Linked DNA regions of Mus musculus: region 2 is linked to region 1. Evidence: chromatin contacts called from public Hi-C data. All regions are on one chromosome and are shown on one strand. The core of a region is the stretch at or near the end of the contact, and the rest is flanking DNA. Distances in the headings are between cores, read along the strand shown.

Region 1 (7,641 bases), core at 1,320-3,819:
GGTGTCTATTAATCTTACGTCAAAGGCATGGTCCTAAATCTCTACCATCCCAGAGCCAGGCTCCGTGGGCTAGAGCAAGATCAAGTGTCTGCACTGGCACAAGAATCCCAAGTGCATCGATGCAGGTCAGCATGCCTGCGCTTTAGGCAGCACAGCAGGGCAGCTTGCTGGTGTGTGTGAATGAAGTGGCTCCAGCACCTGCCCAAGCCACTAAGCGAATATATCTAATTCATGGAGTTCGTGGACAGAAATCAGTACAACTAAGGAGGGCAATCTGTCCCCAAGTTGTGCCAGCCTAAACAAGTCAGTTCTTCTTCATCTTTGAGTGGTCATTTGACAACAGCTATAGAGAAGGAAGAACATTGCTAGTATGCAACAATGAAATCAGATCAATGACATCTGGCTAAATTCCTGCCCTCTACGCCTTTCCCCAAAACAGGTTGTGCACTGTGAGCTCCAACAGTGATCCTTTAAAATAACACAGAGTAGGGCCAGAGAGATAGCTCGGAAGGTAAGAGCACTTGCAGAGGATCCAGCCCTCAGATGGTGGCTCACAACTGCCTGTACTGCCAGCTCCAGGGACTATGACACATCTTCTGGACTCTGAGGGCACCAGGCATGCACATGGTACACAGGCATACATACAAGCAAATACTCATACACATTTTTAAAAACGAACATAAAACCTACATGCAAACATACTACTATGTAGTAGTACACACAGAGTGCAAGCTTGAGAGAAGGGACTCAGCTAAGCTTTGTGCTGTTTGACACTGCTCAATAAACCATTGCTGTAAACGTTACTTAGACATTTCTTTTGCCCGATGTGGGTATGCAAACCTGTATTCTCAGCACTTGATAAGCAGAGGGTGGAGGGTTGCTGCTAGCCTGAGGTCATCCTGGTCTACACAGCAAGATACAGGCCAGCCAGCGCTACATAGTGAGACCATATCAAACACAAAGGAAGAGAAAGAAAAAAGGGGCGGGGGGAGAGACAGAGACAGAGTCAGAAAGAGACAGACAGACAGACAGACAGATTCTTTTGCTGAAAAGTGCTGAATCCAGAGGGAGCAGGAAGATTGTAAGATCCAGAGAACTGGGATGTTTTCAATGAGATTGTGTTTCCTAGTCATGTCAGATGCTACATCCATGAAGTCTCACCAACATGACTACCTAAACGGAAGCCGAGTTAGGACATCCACATGCCAACGTGGGTGGGGGGAAAGCCCATGTGGACTCAACCCTACACAAAGAACTGGAGTCAACTAAGGCGTGCTGAGAGGGGAAGAAAGAGTGGGAAGAACACAAGACCCCATTGCCCTGAAAACACACATACGAGTAATATACAAACAGAGCAGGTTATATTTAGGAATGTGTGTGTGTGTGTGTGTGTGTGTGTGTGTAACAACAATTATTGGGGGAAAACCGAGGCCATGAATTTGAAAGAGAGCAAGGACAGGAACATGGGACAGTCCAGAGGGCGGAAAGGGAAGGGAGAGATGATGTGCTTATATTATAATCTCAAAATTAGGAGACCAATGCTGCTGCTCACTTGGGCCCACAGGCTGATACAGAGCAAGGAAACCCGGCCTTTCTACCTGAATTTGCTTCTGTCTTTGTCCAAGCTTTGGGCCAGACTCCTGAGTGTCAATCACTTCAGAAGCGTCTGTGTTGAACTAAGTGATACCCGCCCCATCTCTCCCACCTGCCAAGGTTGAAGGCATAAAGAAGAGAGTGATCCTGGCTTACTTTTAGCCCTTATAGAGTCCTGTTCCAGGCCCCCAAAGAAGTCTACAGGTTTCCAGTCACTGTTCTAACCTACAGTCACTCCTTAGATTTCAGAGCAGCAGAGCATGGCAAACGGTCACGGTGATGAGATCGCACACAGCCCACCCCCAGCCTCCATGATCATGAGAAGGGCGTGGCCTGTTCTCTCAAGCACTAAGATGTTTCTTCTAGTCACTGTGCAGAGCCAGAACAAAACACTGATTAACCAGCCCCACCTGGACTTTGTTCTCTTGCCTCCTGACCCAGATCTTTGTCTATTAAACCCAGAGCTCACATCAGCACTCCAGAGATGGGCTCAAATGCTTGCTTTGTGGTGTTTAAAATACTTAACCTGCATTTTCACAATGGCGTCTGCTCACTTTCTCTGGGAAAAGCTTGACATATGGGTAAAACACCATGGCCAGGACAAACTTAGAAAAGGATGGATTTATTTGGGCTTACGGTTCCAGAGGGATGAGAGTCCAGCATGGCACGGAGGCCTGACAGCAGGCGGCAAGCAGCGGTGGCGGCCAGAGCAAGAAGCTGGGAGCTCACCTCTCCAATAGCAAACACAAAGCAGAAAGTGAACGGGAAGAAGGGTGAGGCTATACATTCTCCGAGTCCAGCCCTCTCAGTGCCCAAGCATTCAAATACCTGAGCCTCCTGGGACATGTCTCGACCCAAGCTTCACAGAACCCATGGAGCCGGGCCTCTGACCTAGGACTCTTATTATATTATGACCTCACTATGGTGAAACTATGCCTACGTGGCCTATTACCACCAGTGGGGCACTTGAGCCATCAGTTCCACTATCCCACTGAGGTTAAAGCAGAGACCCTAAGGAGCTGAAGGTTCTGGTCCTGAGAAAGGAAACCCAGGTAGTGGCTGGCATGGCAGTGCTCAAGTCAGCTCACAGGGGTGGGATCTCACAGGGGTGGGATCTCACAGGGGTGGGCTGATGTCTAAGTGAGGTGAGAGAACATTCACTGGAGAGGTGTTGGATCCAAAGAGTTCTGTGTTCGAACCTTCCCTGTTCATTCTCCCACACCCAGACCCCTCCTGGGGGTCTCTTCCTCCCCCATACCTCCCAGTTCTACCTTCTGCCCCTCACATGTGCGCTCACGCCCCTCCTTTCTCTATGATGGAAGCACGGGGGCCCGTGCCTGAGAGCCCTGCACAGGAACAGGATGCAGCTGGATGCCACATCTGTTCTGAGGTTCGGGGCGGCCAGTGCCTGTGCTCAAGGCCCAGCCAGGCAGAGGGGAAGCACACAGGGCCCTGCAAAAGTGCTTCCGCAGGAACCCAACTTCCAGGAGTCAGTTCTCACTTTCTACTTTATTGGGGCAGGGTCTCTCCTGATGTTTCTATTCTCCCATCTCACTGTAGGACTACCGCCATTACAGACACATGCCTCTACAGCCAGGTTACTTTTTGAGATTGGAATCTAATTACAACATTTCTCCTTTTCTTTCCCTCCCTCCAGACTCTCCTAGACAGTTCTCCCTCCTCTACTTGAAATCATGGCCTTTTTCCTTAATTGCTATTGCATGCATATATGTATTTGTATCATACAGATATATTTCTAAAAATAACCTGTCTTGTTTATATAGTGTTACTAGTATGTGTCTCCAGGCCTGACCAGTTAGCACTGGGCAACTCATTAATGTGCCCTTTCCTGGGGAAGGCTTTCCTTCCTGCTCCCAGCATTTCATCTGGGTTGCAGGGAATCAAACCATCTCCCCAGCCTCCTATATAATTATTTTATGGACGTGTGTATGAATGAGTGAGTGAGTAAATGAATGAATGAATTAATGAATAATGGGAGGGGGGTCAGAGAAGTACACTATGATAAGAAGTGTCTCCGCCCATCCTAAGCATCTTCCTGCTAACTTTTGGTGAGTAAGCCATGGGAGACAAATTCCTCCCCTACACAGCTAATGGTCTCTTACTCCCTCCTCAGCTCTGCAGCGGGCCCATAGCCTCCAGTCTCCAACTCCAAGCAAATACCAGAACTGGAGAAGAAGATTCCAGTCCAGTGAGTCATGGGCAGGGGGAGGGGTGGGGGAGGGCAGTCTCGCTCATTCCTTACATGGTATCTTCTCTGGCCTAGCCTGGAATCCAAGGGCAAGGAAAACTGTTAGCTTGACTTGATTTCCACTGCTGGCTGTAATCATTGCCGAGGGATTTGGGAACTCTCCATTCCTCTCCCTCTACTCGGAAATCCCAGCACCTTAAGATTCTGTAGTTTCACAGAGCTGTAGCAGCTATGAGCTCCAAGTTTGAAATGAGAAAGGGAAACTGAGAGACGGGTGCTTGGTTCTGTCCCAGAAACTGGACTAGATCCCAACCCCACCCCACCTCTGCTTTTGGTTCTATGCCATTGTGACCAAGGCAAGAAGATAGCAGCTTGCACTAGAATATAAGTGTGTGTGTGTGTGTGTGTGTGTGTGTGTGTGTGTGTGAGAGAGAGAGAGAGAGAGAGAGAGAGAGAGAGAGAGTTTATTTCTTCTCCAGATCTTGGCCCCGGGTGAGTTTCAGAGCTCCCACAAGAGGAACAGTGTCTACAGTGACCATGCACACACAGTCACACAGCAAACAGAATTCCTCCAGGACCCTTGAGTGAGAAGCTGAGGGTCCACCCTGCTCTGACCCCATCACCCTCTTCTGCCTCCCCTAGTCTGCATGTTCTCTCTCCCACCTCCATCTGCCCAGGCTGACCCAACACGGCCTTGGGCTTCTGCTCTTCCTCCTTCCGAGTCAGCTTGATTCCTGGCCAATGAGTCACTTCCCACCAACCCCCAGACTCACCACTTCTCCTGTGTCTACCTGGGCCAAGGGCCACCTTTGGAGCCAGACCAGGCCTGCATACCTGGGAACAAGCTAAGATGACACCTGAATCATCTGAGCTCCTTCAGGTGTCAAACCTGAGAGGACAGAGAGAACTAAGGTTTCCAGGAGTCTCCCCACAACAAGCGCTAGGATCCCTCTCAGGCCAGTCCTCCTGGGTGCTAAAGCCATCCCAACAGTTGAGTACCACCAGTGTCAGGGCGCTCAGTCAGTCCTCAGCAAGCTCCCAGCATGAGGTGAGATAGGAGCTTGGCAAACATCAGGGACAGGGGTTCTAAAAAAAAAACAAGACAGACTTCTACTACTCAGAGGTGGACTTCGGGGACAGACCTGGAGACTTTAGCATTCCATTACTAATGGATACAGGGTGTGAGTCTTAAGCAACAGTCATGCTAGGTGCAGACAGGGCTTGAACCTGTTATTTCTGTGACCTAGCAAGGTCTAGTTCAAAGGAGTTCTTGTTTATGTGTAAAAGGGGGGAAAGAGAGAGAGGAAAAAAGGAAGGAAGTTTAAAAACTGGTTGGATTAGGGCCCAATGAAACAGTATATGGGTTCAGACTTGCAGGATGCTGCCCCTAGAGGGCGCTCCAAGACTTTGAGACGACAGAGTCCTTCCTACTAGGAAGCAGTAGTACTCGGAATCCCAGTCATCATGTCAACCCCGAAAGTCAAGAACCCCTATGCCCCAGAACAAGGCTTATAGGATATAGGGCATAGGCATCCTTTCCAATTGAGCTGGCTTAGAGTGAACTGAACGTCACCATCAGGGGGAAAGGCCGCCGCTGTCAAACAAAAACAAGAGAAAGTCGCACAAGGAATTGCCCCAGCGAGCACAAAGACTATAATCCTGTCCAGGGCCTACTTTTCAACCCCTTTGGCACAAAAGGACCTGCTAGCCAGGAGCACTCAGTCCCTTTGCCCTACAGAGGACAAAGCAGCCTGGCTGGGCCATCTCAGAGCTCCACAGCAAGAATGGGAGAAGAGGATGGAGGTAGATAAAGAATGAGCTCCTAAGCCAAGAGTTAGAGCAACCCTGGCTGGGCCGGGTGTCCCACGGCCTCTGAGGCAGACCAGGGGTCTATCTATTTGCCAGATAGTTTGTGTGCAAGGGGAAGGAAATGGATGCGAATCATGCTAAGCTAGCTTGTGTCTGCATGGCGGGCGGTACTTTTGGATAAGGACACTGGAGGTGAGTAACTTGCTCCCGTGAATAAATTGGGGTCCTGGGGGTCCCTTTCCCATCTTTTAGAGGAGCTTGAAATCATGATCAGTCTCATGGAAGAGGTTTCCCATCTCTCAGCTCCTCCCTGGCCTTTCTTTCCCCTCTGGAGTCCTGCCTGGCCCTTGGGCAATGCCTTGGCCCAAGGACAAAGTCAAGGGGAGAGACCAGGCCCCATTTCTCAAGCCTTCCACAACCTCTGACTTTAAGATAATGGATAAGGACGTTGTGACCAGAGATCTCACAGCAAGGATGGATCCTGGGATGACAGGAAGGAGAGGGGAGCGGCTTCTGCATCATGATCTTATAGATCCCAAGACCTCTCTGTCTAGCTTGTGTCTAGCCCAAGGTGTCCCTGACTCTGTGTCACAAGGTCCTCTGTGACTCCTCAGAGGAACAAAGGGACAGTCTGTGGAGCTGAGGAGACTTTGGAGGCTACTTAAGGAGCCTGATTCAGGCAGGGAGAGAAGATTGAGGGGGCGAGAAAGAGAGGGAGACGGAATTTGGCAGGAATTTAGTAACTGGGGGCAGGAAGCAAGACAACGACTCACTCACAAGTTTTGCCTTTTTAGGCTAGAACCATTATGTTGCAGGCTGGGATGGGGTGTGGGTAATGGGCTGGAGGCCAGCGCCTCCCCTGCATCAGTTCCTGGCAGCTGATGGCCTTTCTCCCAGGGTTTCCCTCTAACCCACCTCCACAGCAGCCATGTTCCCCGGTTATCTTTCCCCTCAGAAACAGCCTGGGGCAAGGGTGGGGTACCCTATGGGAGCTCATGGACCACGTGTACAGCAGCCATCTTTTGAGAGCCTACACCTGGTATGCACTGCCTAACATGCTAATCTTTATATAAAGAGAGCAAAAATCATACTGAAAGTCCACCAAGGGCTCTCTGTCCCTGAAAGATGTTTGAAACTCTTTTTGGGTGGAGGTAACTTAGACTTAGCTTTTCTTCAGATGTGCGTCCCCAGAGATGCCTGACCCTGTGTCATTAAGTTCCTCACATTTTCTCAGAGCAACAGAAGCATAGTTTGAGTACATGATCAGGTACCTATCACCTAGAGCTTTGAGGAAAACGGAAGCCTGGGAATTGTGTTGAGCTAAGAAATGAGCTAGAACCTGTTGGTTGGACATACTGAAGAGACATCTAAATGGGCCACTGAGCCGGTTGAAGCAGGGAGTTGGGGTACTGGGTGGAAAATAAACTAATGACACACAGTCCCAGGATATGCCTAAGGAACGCTGCTCAGGGCCACAAAGGCTTGTCGTGGCCTGAGAAGAACGCCCCGAGCATGCCCATGAAAGACTGCTTTTTTCTGAATCTAGCTCAATATAAGTTATTTGAAATGCTCCACCCTGGAGATAAAATATCTGATCTTGCAGATTTGAGGTTACCGAGTTGGAAGGGAAGAGGAGGAAGAGAGACAGGAAGTGTCAGTATACGTGGGTCTAAACGGCCTCCCGGGACGTACTGTCAGAATCCTGCTCTTGCAGGACAAGATGCTTTCAGCTGCCCACAGTTTAGAACTGCCCTCCTCCCCAGAGGCCAGCGGCCATCCTTTCTCAAACATCTCTGAAGCGATACATTACTTCCTGCCTGTTCCCTGAGCCATAGAAGTTTGGCAAGGACCCATTAATTCTCTGTGATTTGAACTGTTGATATGGGTATAACCTCCCTCCTCTTGGGCCCCCATAAAATCTCAAGCTAACCACCTTGTCTAAGAGCCCTTTAGGGGCTTTATTCCTCATGTGAGAGGAAGAGCCCATTTCATTAGGACCAAGCCATCTATCCTGTCCATGCCCACAGCTA
Region 2 (7,641 bases), core at 2,416-4,915, 42 kb before region 1:
GGGTCTGTCTGTCAGATGTGCTGATACATCCAAACTGCTTGAAACTTTGCAGGGCTTGTAGATTTATAAGATGACCTATATAATATAGCTAATTAATATTGAATTTTTAATTACACTAAGTAGGAAAGAGACACCAGCAGGCCCTCTGCATTTTTTACTGCCTTTTGGACTTGGAGTCTTAAGACAAATGTTGGGTGCTCTCAAGCGCCACCATCTGGTGAAAGAAGAGAATTATAGGAGACTGGGTGTCAAAGTCTAGAACTTGCCTCTGAAAATGTTAGCACAAAGTGGGAGTGTGCATTTAATAATTTGAAGAGACAGAAGATGTGCACTTCATTTATCTGTGTGTGTACATTTTGGAGGCCAATCATGCACCTTGTGTGCATGCAAGGGCAGAGATTGGTGCCACGTGTCTTTCCTGTTTGCTATCCACCTTATTTTTTCTGAGGCAGAGTCTTACAACAAAGTGACGTCTTCTCCGTTAGGTTTAACTAGCCAGCCATGAGTCCCAAGGATCAGCCTGCCTCCAGTTCCCAGTGCCATGGCTGTAGGCATGTACCACTGCACCCAGCTTTCTATGTGGGTGTTGGGGGGACCTGAGTCTTCACGTTTATGTGCCAATCCCTTTACCAACGAAGCCATCTCCCCAGCCCTGTGCTACATTCGTCAAAGCCATCCTAATTCTGCAATAGGAAGTGTGCATATGTCAAGGAGGCATGGGTGCCAGCTTTGGTTAGCCTGCTAGCTAACGTCAGAGCTGACTCAGAGGGACATGGGATAATTTGTAAGCTATGCTGATACTGGATTCACGGGACTCAGAAGAGGCATGCCCCTTCTGTGTGCTTGAAGAGGCTTTATTGCTGTATTTTGCAAAACGTTAATCTTCATGGCTCAGACTCGTCCCACCTCTCAGCAAGTAAGCTGTCAGTCAAGCCAGGAGCCCACCCTGATAAAGCTCAGCTGCCACTCTTTACCTCATTTTCTGAGAGAAAGAAATCCGGAGTCCTCGTCACATCTTACAACTTGAGCATGTTCACCCTCCCCATCTGAAGTGTTCTCAGAGATTTGGGGGGTGATCCCATCAAACTGTGGCTTCAGGGAGTGGAGGAATGACTGAGAGGTTAAGAGAGCTCACTGCTCTTCCAGAGACTCAAGTGTAGTTCCCAGCACCCACATCAGGTAGCTCTCAACTGCCTAAAACTGCAGCTCCAGGGTATCCAATGCCCTCTCCGGGTCTCCACAGCCACCCATGTGCATGTCCTACACACACACACACACACACACACACACACACACACATGATTACACACACCCACACGTACACACACAAATGATTATTTTAAATAAAAATGAAAAAGAAATGCAGCCCTGGACTCAATGAATCAAATCTGGTTTGGGAAAAGGTTATTGGTACATCAGTGAGTGGGAGCCCACTGCACTGGCTGACTTTGATTTTGTGCGAACAGTGTTCATTCAGTAAACTCTCCCCTCGCCCTTGAGCCTACAGTCATGTGCAAGACACACTTCCTACCCTAAAGTGAGGAGTGACTCTCCATTTTGTGTCTATCCAACACTTGACTGTGATGTGCATACAATTGTCGCTCCCCAAGGTTGTTTCTCTTTGGGATCTTATTTCAAGAGCAGTCAACTTTAGCTTGCATCTTCCCATTTGTCGCCTCTGAATGAATGCATCTTTACCACCTCAAGGACGCTGCTCCTGTGGGGAAGATTCATGGTCTCCTTGAGATGGCCGACCATCCTCACTTGGCACAGAACACCCCTCTGTGTTTGGAGGTGTGTGGGAAAAGATCCCCACGGACCAGGAAAAGACATTAGGAAATACTAGACAATTTCAAATGTTATTAATTAGCAGATGACTGAGAAGGATCTCAGTTTTATAAACCATTGTAACAAGGTCTTCTTCACTCCTCAGAGTCTTGTTACCATCATGAGTTCTCATAGGATGGGTGCAAAGCACCCCTCACCCCTGTGCCATGAATCCGCAGCACCTTCAGTGCAGGCTAAATGTAAGATCACATCAGACCAACCCAGACTGGGGATCTTTTTATAAAATAGCTGCCAAGTGCCCCTCAGAGGTATAAGCACCAAGGAAGACGCTCCAGAGATCGGAGGAGACAAAGGAGACAAGATGACTAAATGCGTAGGATCCTGGATAGGAGCCTGGAACCGAAGATGGGTGGGAACGGAAAAGCTGACACAATCCAAACAGAGCCCCTGGTCCAGATCACAGCATTAAGCCAGCGTCCACTCCCCAGCTCTGATAACATTATTCCTGAAACTCCATCAAAGGCAGCTGGAGAAAGGGTGCTCGAGAGCAAGAGTACTTCTTTTACCTTCTGTGTAAATCTAGAGTTATTTCTGATTTGTGTTTTATTTAAAGGTTGGAGTTGTGGGTGAACTTGGGAGCAGGAGTACAGAGCAGCAGAGAGAAATTGCCTTAAAGCTTGTGCTTATAGCCTAGCTGAACCTGTGCTTATGACAGCCCAGCTGACCTCTCTCCCTCCCTCCCTCCCTCCCTCCCTCCCTATCCCCCCCCACCCCCCCCCACCCCTGCTCTTCACACTTCTCAGCCAAATGATGCATTTTGGAAACTATTTTATGTAACACTTCTCTATAAGAGCTGATTTTTTTTTCTGCAATAACCTCTTGAAGTAGGACATTCCTCCCATTTTGTAGATGGGACAAATTCAAAGACCAGCACCAAGGTCCCAGGGCTGGGAAGGAAAGAGTCCGAGTTCAAACTTTGAACGGCTGGGTTCATGCTGGCCATGGCACTCTTTAGACACACACACACATTGTGCTGTGAGCATCAGTTCCAGGACTCATCCCGGTTGCTTGGTCTCACAGAGGGGCCCTATGTTCTGACACCGCCTGGATTCCCATGTGCTGCTTTGATCTCTGCAGCTGCCATCCTTCTCCAGCCGCAGCCTGGGCTCCAGTCAAGAGTATGCTAAAGAAAGTGGCAGTCAGAACAAGGTCAAGCACATGGCCAATCAGCTGCTAGCCAAGTTTGAGGAGAACACTCGGAACCCTTCAGTCGTGAAACAGGTAAGGCTATCACATGGTCACTGGACCTACCCTCTGGTGGCAGAGTCTTTCTGGTTAGAGATCGACTGAAGTTCACCGGCTGGGTCTGACCAAACAACAACAACAAAACAAAACAAAACCCTTCAGCCTCCTGGTTATGAAGTAACAGACGTTTCCCAGGGGACAGGTAGCAGCTCTTTTCTACTTTGGAGTCACACTGTCCTGCTAGAACATTTAGTCTTCCATAGTGGATACTCAACAAGTAAGTGTGGTGGCATTCCAGCCAAGCCAATTTACACCAACAGGCCCCACGATTGGACCCATGAGGCAGTTTGCTAGTGCTCATCTTGCAGTAATTAAATCCATTTTCTATTTTGGTTTTGCATTCAAACCATGATCTGTTGCCAATGTGAGATGGGACAATCGAACTGAGAGACTGTGGGAGAGCACTACCTCAGTCCATGGTGAAGTGACACTCCCCAACCAGGGTTGGTGACTAAGATAACAACAATGACTTGACCAATCTCTTCAGTGTTCCCTGGTGTCTCTCCCCTCCCCGTGCCCCAGCAGACCCTGACAGGGTGCTGTGCCCCGAGAGGGCAGGCTGTCTGCTGTGCCTCAGACTGCTGAGTCCTCTCTGACTCACTCACTTGAGGTCTGTGCTCATAGCTTCGTTACTCTCTTCACTTGCTGTCTTAGTCAGGGTTTCTATTCCTGGACAAAACATCATGACCAAGAAGCAAGTTGGGAAGGAAGGGGTTTATTCAGCTTACATTTTCCACATCGCTGTTTATCACCAAGGAAGTCAGCACTGAAACTCAAGCAGGTCAGGAAGCAGGAGCTGATGCAGAGGCCATGGAGGGATGTTCCTTACTGGCTTACTTCCCCTGGCTTGCTCAGCCTGCTCTCTTATAGAACCAGGACTACCAGCCCAGGGATGGTACCACCCACAAGGGGCCTTTCCCCCTTGATCACTAATTGAGAAAATGCCTTACAGCTGGATCTCATGGAGACATTTCCCCAACTGAAGCTCCTTTCTCTGTGATAACTCCATCTGTGTCAAGTTGACACATAAAACCAGCCAGTACACTTGCCTTGGATACACGGTGCCACCTTATGATATATTGTCATTATTACAAAACTCTGGGGTCAGACTCCCTTTGTGTATGGAAGACACCAAACCCATGACAGAAATTGGCTCATTTTGTGGGGGGACAGTCTCTTCACTGGTTAACTTTAGAGGCAAGCATAAATGGCTCCTTGGTCTTGGGCTAAGCCACACCTCTCCTGAATAACTAACCTGCCCCAGGAAGTAGCTTTGTTACAAAAGGACAATTTTCTTGAGTCCTGTCTTTGTCTAAGCATAGTTTCCAGGTCCCTTCTGGAGTCCTGACTTCCTCTAAGCCCCAGTGTTAGGGAGGGCTCTGTCCATGTGGCCTGGGCATTGCTGTCCTGGAGTGGGCAAGGAGCTCTCTGTTTCTGGGAGGACTGTACTAGACAACCTAGCTGGGTGTAGGCTGGCAATGATGGCCCAGAGCCCTGAGTTTGAGCCAAAAGCAAGGCCTGTGGGATTCACACATCGTCCCAGAGCAGGGGACTACAGGACTTGTCCATCCCCGTGCTTTCAGAGCCAGGGATCCAGTTTCCCAGCTGGGCCAGGCTTGCAGGAACCTCGCCAGCCGCATCTCTGTTCCTCACACCGCGTCTCCTCCCTGTTTCTCCTGTGCTCCCTCTGCATGCCTGGGTCTTACTTGTCTTTTCTTTCCTGTCTCCTGGGGCCGCCTCTGTGGACCTGCCTCTCTCCTCCCAGGACTGCCGCCGGGTCTCAGGCATAGGTAAGCCTGTCCTGTGCTCTGCCTCTCGCCCTCCTGGCACCTCTTGCTGCCCCAAGCTGGAGGAGTCCACTCCCAGGCTTCCACCTCCTCTGAAAAGGCAGGTAGGGCTCTTTCCAGTGGATACTATTTTGGTAAAACCAGAGGGAGGGGACTTTGAGCCAAGGGGTGGGATCAACTGCTCCTTCTAGCCCCCAAATATGGCTGAATGTAAAAATCCCCCCTGGATAAGATGGCTGCCCTTAAGGATAAGAACAACCACATAGGTCCACCTGAAGTATATGCCACTGGTCCCTCAGACCATCACAGGTGTTACCCAGCCATCCATACTCACTCTTGATGCTGTTGCTTCGGAGGGAAAGTAAGCAAGTCCATGTGGCACTATGGGGAATCCCATGTCATGGCTTAGTATAGAGAGCTAGTGAAGAAGCTGGTCTCCAAGTTACTGAAAAAGTAATAGTGGAGTTGAATCAGGGAGGCCTCATGGGTACATCCACTGAAGAGCTGAGGCTGAGGCATGGTGAAAGCCTTTCCGGATGTCTGAGCAGCCAGAGCCTACGTGAAGAAACTGTGGCTTATCCCATCTCTGGCTTTGGAATCTGGTCGGAGTCAGGATGAGGACCCACGCATCCCAGGGTCACCTGGTCAGCACTGGGTCTGGTGTGTTGCTCTCATAGCAGAGGAGGACAGCAGTCAGTGAGGACTAATGCAGCAATGATGTCTCTGTGTGCTTGCCAGTCCTCTGAGGGTGAGAAATGCTCATGCATACTTAGATCAATCACAGTCTCTACAGGGATGGGCCAGGCCTTCCTTAGCATCCTAGACAGTCTCAGAATACAGATACTCATGGGAACTGAAGTTATAGAGGTTTGTCTGGGGTAAGGGCTCTTAGGCCCAGGACTGAGTACTGCTGATCAGGGTGCTGGAGATACCAACACAAGTGTAGAAGTTCCTCCTCCACTCAGGCTACTCTGTGACCTTTCTCAAGGTGGCACCTGCTGCCATGCCCTCTGTCTCTGTCTCATGTGGTTCCTCATGGAGGTGGGGTCTATACAGGGAAAGAAGCTGACTTCCCCCTCTCTCTCAGTTCTCCTCCACGGTGGCAACAGGACAGGTGCTCAGAGAACTCAACCAAGTACCGGCTAGTGGCGAGTGCCCCAGCAGACCCTGGAGAGCCAGGGCCAAGTCAGACCTGCAACTGGGTGGGGTTGAAAATCTCGCTACCCTGCCTCGCACCTGCCAAGGGGCACTGGCCCTGTCCGGGGTGCTGCGGCGCCTACAGCAAGTAGAAGAAAAGGTGCTTCAGGTGACCGTCCTCTCTGCCTGCCTGTGTCCATGTCCCATCCCACCTGCTCCTCAGCCGGGTCCCTCCCTTCTGTGTGTGAGGAGACAAACCTGGCTCACTCCTTCCCCTCTCCCTTGGTGGCAACCGTCATGGCCACTGTCTCTATCCTTCTCCTTTCTCACCTTGACTGCAGAAGAGGGCCCAGAACTTGGCTAACAGGGAATTTCACACAAAGAACATTAAAGAGAAGGCAGCTCACCTGGCCTCCATGTTTGGACACGGGGATTTACCACAGGTAAACCAGGGGCTTTCGGAGTCTTCGGGAACCAGGGCTGAGTGTCTAGCCGACCTGGACCAGCCCTAGAAGCTTTTCTGTAGTATAAGAAGAAATTCACTCTTTAAGCCATTGATAAATTTGAGCTTGTGCCTTAGAGACCCAAATGCACAGGTTTTAGAAGGTAGACACATTATGACAAAGGAAAATGGAGACAGAAAAATAAACTCAAGTCAAAAGCATGCCCCATTGAGATCTTAGTAGGTCTGACTGTGGTGACACATGCCTTTAATCCCAGCACTCAGGAGGCAGAGGCAGGTGAATCCCTGTGAGCTTGTGGCCAGCCTGGTCTTTACAGTGAGGTCCAGGTCAGCCAGAGCTACATAGTGAAACCTTGAGTCTAAACAAAGTAACGTTAAATCAAAGGGAACAACCTTAGTCAAGGGTATCTAGTCTTTTGACTTTGGGATGTGACACTGTCATGCATGGATATGCTTGGTCATGTTTGTAGTTATCCTGGGATGCATGTGGCTTGTGGATACATGCGTGCTTAGCTAATTTCTAAGTAGACTGTGAGCCTCCTGAGAGTCACTGCAAGCAGGGACTGCTGGTCAATTGCAAGGCTCTGGGTGCCTTAAAGGTGAAAGCGAGCCAAATTCTTGTGCCCTTACACCCCACCCCTCCCAGTCAGGGAGGCACCGATTGGTGAGCCAAAGCTATGCCTCAACCTCAGCTCTCAAAACAGCAATACTAAGCTGATGCCAGAAAGCTTGCCTTAGCCTGAGAAGTACAGCTTCCTCCAGACCACCTACTTACTCAGAGACTGGTAGAAAAAGAAGGTGTTTGCATAGCAGGAACTGAAAGAGTAGTAGTGAAGCCCTGGAGGTGGGAGTGGGAGTATACTTGCGAAATCCTCCTTCTTCTTCAGCAAGCTGTCTCTAGGACACATCTCTGCTAGCTTCACCCAGCCTCCTCTTGTGTCTCCAGCTGTCGCTGGAGTCATGCACAGAGGGATGCTCTGCACTGAGTTCATTGCCAGGGCTCTAGCAGCCTCCTGGAGGCCAGCGAATATGTGCCTACAGCTGCAGAAGCCCCAGCTATGGCAGTCTGCCCCGGCTGGCGCGGGCTTCTCCCCTCCTAAGCCTGCAGCTGCTCCCTCATACCAAACTCTATGAGGGCTTCTCATAAGCATTGCAGTCTGG

The links. A called contact is a pair of places that touch in the nucleus more often than the background predicts.
Region 2: a Hi-C map of the C2C12 cell line shows a contact between it and region 1, with 2.3 times the contacts expected there. The contact joins the enhancer-like site here to the promoter of Micalcl in region 1. A contact is called at or near these places in 3 of 39 promoter capture datasets (macrophages, maxillary cranial neural crest and trophoblast stem cells), 2 of 15 datasets of contacts at CTCF or cohesin (both in the NIH/3T3 cell line), 23 of 484 Hi-C or Micro-C datasets (the C2C12 cell line, the HL-1 cell line, the N1E-115 cell line and 12 more), 4 of 115 datasets of contacts at active chromatin or transcription factors (embryonic fibroblasts, heart atrium, kidney and 1 more) and 3 of 9 other capture datasets (adipose tissue, liver and pancreatic islet).

The regions. Positions count from the first base shown.
Region 1 is chr7:112,372,288-112,379,928 of GRCm38.p6, forward strand. Micalcl (MICAL C-terminal like) reads left to right here and starts at 2,570. Exons shown (of 10, transcript NM_001381862.1): 1 at 2,570-3,082; 2 at 3,728-3,802.
Region 2 is chr7:112,328,971-112,336,611 of GRCm38.p6, forward strand. It overlaps Mical2 (microtubule associated monooxygenase, calponin and LIM domain containing 2), which reads left to right. Exons shown (of 26, transcript NM_001193305.1): 17 at 2,926-3,069; 18 at 4,859-4,984; 19 at 5,968-6,186; 20 at 6,359-6,460. Among named protein-coding and RNA genes, the nearest start is that of Micalcl, 42 kb to the right of the region's middle. Within about 2 kb of position 3,666, at least 40 of the 459 cell types and tissues checked have an H3K27ac peak or open chromatin away from gene starts, as enhancers often do. A contact at or near this core is called in the C2C12 cell line, the HL-1 cell line, the NIH/3T3 cell line and 3 more, where this site is marked.